Regions from separate parts of the Sus scrofa genome. Here region 2 is linked to region 1. A link is a contact called in public Hi-C data. All regions are on one chromosome and are shown on one strand. Each heading gives the region's core, a stretch centred on a gene start, on an enhancer-like site or on the middle of the called end of the contact. The rest is flanking DNA. Distances are from core to core; before and after follow the strand shown. Region 1 holds the start of RNF220 (E3 ubiquitin-protein ligase RNF220). Region 2 holds the start of DMAP1 (DNA methyltransferase 1 associated protein 1).

Region 1 (2,717 bases), core at 130-2,629:
CTTGGGAGCGCGGTGGCGGGGCTGGTCTCCGGGCAGAGAGGGTCGCTCCGCCCGGGCTGGGCTGACAAGCGCGGCGACGGTGGCCGCAGGACCGCAGCGCCCGGCGTGCTCGCTGAAAAGTTTTGTTCTCAAGTCGGAGAAAGAGAAATTGTTACTCAGTTTAAGGCCGATCTAAGATAAAAAATAAAACTAAAAAAGAGCCACGCGCCGCTGTCTGTACCGCGAGCCTCACACCCTGCTCCGCAGAACCGCTGGGAGAGAGTCCCGGCCCCGAAAATCCCGGGAGACCCCCCACGGGTCCGGCTGCTCGGAGGCCAGGCAGGCGGGCCGAGCGGAGCGGGGAGTTCATCCGCTCCGTTTGGAGCGGTCCACCTCCCGGCCAGCACCTGCCTCCTTCCTGCCCGCGGCGGCTTCCCCCACCCCACCCCCACCCCTCCACGCCCTTCACCCCCCACCCCCTCCAGGAAAGTAAGCCGAGCCCCGGGGGGCCCCGGCTTCCAGCCTCTCTCCGGCGCCCCGCCGGGCCAGCCGGGTGGTGGTGGGGGGGCGGCGGTCGGGGTCCTTTCTCATTCGGATAGCCCCTTCCCCGACCCGCCCGCCGCCTCGGGCTCCCCGCTGAGTACCACCCGGCCGGGGCCCCGCCGGAAATCACCGCGGGATCCACAGGGGAGCTGGGCGAGAGGGCATGCTCGCCTTCGACCCAAACAAAGTGGGAATGCGGCTTCTTAAAGGATGGAGAAAAGAAGTCCCGCTCCCTTCCCCTGCTCCCTCTGCCCCCTCGCCCTCCCCACTTGCCCAATTCCCGCGTCTGGTCCCTCCCCCTCGCACCCCCCAAATAAAACACATTAAGGAAAACTCAAGACGAAAGTTTGAGGGAGGCAGCGCACGGAGTGCGCAGGGCACAGATGCCGGCAGGCACCGTCGCCCAGACCTGAGACGCGCCCGTCCAGGTCTCTGCCCCTGCCCCTGCCGGGGGGCGGCGGTGGGGGGAGCCGCCCGGATCCCCAGGAAACGCACCCGGAAAGTTAGCCAGGCTCCCGAGCAACCCCGCCGCCCTCGCACCCACCCCTCTGGCGTCCGCACACACATCCACACCCCTTCCTGGTCGCTACTTGCCGTGGAAATTCCTTGGGAGACCGGTCGCACTTTTCAGGACGCGGAGCGAAGGAGGCGGTGAGTGTGGTGCATGAAAAGTCCCGGGCGCGCAGAGCCGGCGGAGGCAGCGGCGGCGGCGGCGGCGGCAGCGGCAGCAGCAGCAGCAGCAGGCGGCTGGCCCCGGGTTTGTGCTCGCGAGCTGCCTGGGATTGCATGTACAGATCAAGAGACTCGGTTGGTGTGAGAGAAGGAGCAGTGCTGCCTCTCAGCGCTGGCTCTAATCAGTGAATGAGCCTCCACTCTCCCAGGGACTCGGAGACACACACACGCGCGCACGCACACACACGCACACATTCTCTCACACTCACACACATACAGGCACTCTGAGCACTGAATACATTAGGGCACTAAGGGACTCTGGGAAATGGAGTCCAAAGCCAGGACACTGCTGGAGAACAGACCTGCTGGCCTTCACGAAAGAGCTGGAAAGTCTTAGGGTCGCGAGACATGGTGGAAGCTGAAGAGAGCGCCTGCTTTTGTTCACGTGTAACCCCCACCCCCACGCGTGCAAGGTCTCAGTGGATGGTTTGCTGTTCTTTCTCTCTCGAACCAAAAGTGACCAAGAGTAAATGGCTAAATCTTTAAGACTGACGCCCACTGCAGCTAAATGCCTCCCAAATGCTGGCTCCCTCATAAACTCGGTCTTTTTCCAGAAAAATCTTACCTATCGCTTTGCTCTTGGAATGCTTCTCTGGGGCTTTGCCTATAATAAGATAATAAATGAATAGAAGTAACACTATAATTTGCGGAGGGGGTGGAGAGGGCCTCATTCAGCGCCCAGATTTGAGACTAAAAAATTATACTGGTGTGAATAGTTACAGTTCTTTCTTCTCAAAGAGTTCAATATCATCCTTTAAGTTACCACACACAGAAAGATAAATAGGGAAGTGGATGGAGAACTGGCATTCCCTGAGTGCCTTCTAGAAGCTGGGCTGTGGGACTAAATGTCTTTACATAATCTCATTTAATCCTTAGATCAATTTTGGAGATAATATTATCACTAGTTTATATATAGAAGAGGAAACTGAAGTTGAAAGGGTTTTGTAATTTGCCCATGGGAACATGGTTAACTAGACTAGGATAGCAGGGAGTCCAAGCTCTGAAAATGAAACTCAACTAAAATCTAATCCAGATTTAAGAAATCACTCCTTTCTTTTGTGGCTCGGTTTCTAGAAGCACAGATTTCTCATCTCGAAAACAAACAAACAAACAAGATGGGGTGGGCTGAGGAGTGTATACGGAGAATTGGCCCCCCGGAAGAACCTTGCAGGGTTACAAATTGTTGCTCTAAAAACATAGAGCCCTCACAGTCTCAATCTTGCTTTAATTTTATGACCCCTTTTTCCTTAAAGTTAACATTAAGGTAGCATCTAAATATGATGTATGCTTAGGTATACATGTGCTGTATGTGTGTGTATTTAAAATTTTTAGTTAGCAACTAAGGAAATAGTTGATTAGATCAACCCAGAGTTCTATGTTTATGACTCTTTCTGTCTCTGTAATTCATGGGATTGGGGTTGTTAAGGAACCTAAATCTTTATCCACATTTAGCCATGCATTCA
Region 2 (2,717 bases), core at 143-2,642, 180 kb after region 1:
CCCAACTTGGCCTTCACCGTGCGGTAGCCTTGACCAGTGTCACTGGGGAGCAGTGGGGGAGCATCCCTGGCAGCACGGTTTAAGGTGGTGAGAGATTAGAGTCACAAGGTATGCACAGAGCCCTTGCACCCAGGCTGCTGAGCTACCCTAGAGCAAGGAGGGCAGGTCCTGGAGTGAGAGATCCCAGCTACTGCATTTAATAAGCAATGGGGGCCCTGGCTGAGCAGGGGAGTGGGGAGAAAACTGCCTGGGAAAATGAGGAGTCGGGGACACGCAGGTTGGCCAGAGACCAGAGCCTGCAGGATCTGGGATTCTGATACTTGCTTCTTGTCAGAGTACAGCAGTGCATAGACTTCCCGGTGCATGCCCTCTGGCCTCTTGAAGGTCAGTGTCTCCGAGGATTTCTTGGACTTTTTCTGGGGAGGGAAACCACAGGAGAGGAACCACAGCCTAGTCTCCCTTCCCTGAAAATTCTTTAGCCCAGCTCAAACCCTGAACAAACCAGCACCTACAGGTACAATGACACACATACACACAAGGAAACAAAATGACACACAAGGAAAGCACAGAAATCCACTCAAGGGGCGCCTGGGTCTGAGCAGGTCATTCCCTCCTCAACCCACCTCACCTGGCTAGTCGCGACCAGCGAGAGCAAAAGATACTTTTCCAGCATCTCTCAGCATGTCACGCCGACTTAATGCCCCCCCCCGCACCCCCAATATAACGAGTGCCACACTCTCTAAGTCCTCTCATCTCTTGCAAGTGTCACACCCTCTTGGTCCCCACCATTTCCCACGGGGGCCCCACCTCCTCCATCCCATGTCAGTGAGACACACATTCTCTATCCCGTTATGTCACGTCTTTTACCGCCCATCTCGCTAGAAGTGTGGCACCTCACCATCTCCCCCAGCTCTCTTCGGCTGTCACTCCTCCCCACCACTTCACTCCCGCTGCTCAGCGTTCTCAGGCGCCCCTGCTACCTTGTCCGGATTGATAATGTCCTTCTTGCTGATGGTCCCGGAGGCTGCATCCCCCTCTGGACCCCCGAGTTCTAGAATGTCCCTCACATCTGCGCCCGTAGCCATCGCGCCTGAGAGATGGGGGCGCGGTTCCGAAGCCAAGGGTCAGCGCCAGAGGAGGGACCCGGCTCAGATCGGGGGGCGGAGCCACTTCAGGGCCTCGTGGGGGCGGGGCGAAGAGGGGGCCCGCGAGGGCAAGAGCGGCCTAGATCGGGTGGGCGCCCGGCCAGTGTCCCGCCGCCTGGGTCCCGCTGCGGTTCCAGCTGCCACCTAAGCCCTAGCGCCTCTGCAACTAGAGTGCCCAGCGGCGGCCCGGCAGCTCCCCTACTCCCGCAAAGCCGCGGAAAGAAACTTCCGGTAGCGCGCTTTAGAAATGCGACCGACAGGAACACTTCCGGCCGGTGCTTAGCGGAAACAGAGCCGACTGGCAACCCAGCGTGAAAACTACTGACTGCGCAGACTGCGGCCGCCCCAGGCTTCCAGGAGCCCGCCGGTCTCCTGCGCTGCCTGCTGTCTGGCATTTTCTGCCTGCGTTGCTCCGACGTTTTTCGGGCAATGACAAGACAGTTCACAGCTTTGTGACCTCGGAAGTCGCTTAATTTCTCTGAACTTATTTCTTCACTTTAAAATGGAAATTGTCATGGGACCTGCATAAATAAAGTGCTGGTAATCCATGCAAAACATTAGCACATGCTTTTTTTCATTAAATGAATTCGTGTTGTTAATTTCCCCTGTTCTTTAAGTGCTAAGTGTGTTCCAGACACTGCTAGGAGAGGGAGAGAACTAGACAAGGGAGAGTTTCCCAGGGCGGCTGCCAAGATGGAGCGACGGCTGACCTTCGCGGGCGCTTCTTCTGATGGAGGTGCCTGTGGGTCAGGGCCTCGTGGGGCTCGTGGGGCCCACTGTTACAGCAGCTCAAACTAAGACAACTTAAAAAAAAAAATCTTTTAAATACAGGTTGTATTTTTCAGTTGGTGAGTCAGTCTTCCCCAAATCTAAAGTGTCTCACAGACCTCTTTGCAAGGCAAGTCTTTTGCTTTTCTGAACTAAATAAATAAAAATTAAGGTAGGAAACAAGATAACACACCGTGTACCACTTACCTCAAAGAAAGAGTCAGACAGTTTCGCGGCCTTCTTTGGGTTTGGAGGCTACATGTCCTACAATTGGGCATGCTGTTCTGACTCATTTATCAGAAATCCAGTCGAGGACTCACAGCACAGGTGCCCAGAATTCTGAAGTCAGGCTCTGATCCCACCTGTAAACAACTGGCCGCTACTTGAAAAGCAGTCTCTGGCTTACAACGACCCTGGTGGAGCCTGAGCACCTGTCCGTGAGACGCCATGAGACCTCCCAACATGTACTAAGACTTTTCTGATCCACCAGGCCATAAATCTGGGGATGCAAGTCAGCATTCCAGGATACAGCGTAAGGAGTATATAGACCTTTCCTATTTTCTATTACAAATATTTAGAGCTATAAACTTCACCCTAATCACTGCTTTAACTGCATTCCGCTAACCACTGGACATTTTCATTATCATTCTAATTTCCCTTGTTTTTGCTTCTCTGATCTATGGATTAGTTAGAACTACATTGCTTAATTTCCAAATGTTTGGGGATTTTCTAGTTATCTCATGGTCATTGATATCTAACTTAATTTCTCTGTGGTCAGAGGGCATGTTCTATGAGACCTCAGTC

What was found. Hi-C and Micro-C count contacts between places; a contact is called where the count stands out from the background.
Region 2: a contact with region 1 is called in a Hi-C map of alveolar macrophages, with 1.9 times the contacts expected there. The contact joins the promoter of DMAP1 here to the promoter of RNF220 in region 1. A contact is called at or near these places in 2 of 47 Hi-C or Micro-C datasets (alveolar macrophages and fetal skeletal muscle).

Annotation. Positions count from the first base shown.
Region 1 is chr6:166,909,349-166,912,065 of Sscrofa11.1, forward strand. It overlaps RNF220 (E3 ubiquitin-protein ligase RNF220), which reads right to left and starts at 1,380. Exons shown (of 16, transcript XM_003482102.4): 1 at 1,117-1,380.
Region 2 is chr6:167,090,262-167,092,978 of Sscrofa11.1, forward strand. It overlaps DMAP1 (DNA methyltransferase 1 associated protein 1), which reads right to left and starts at 1,393. Exons shown (of 10, transcript NM_001243640.1): 1 at 981-1,393; 2 at 325-416; 3 at 1-66. The coding sequence starts at 1,085.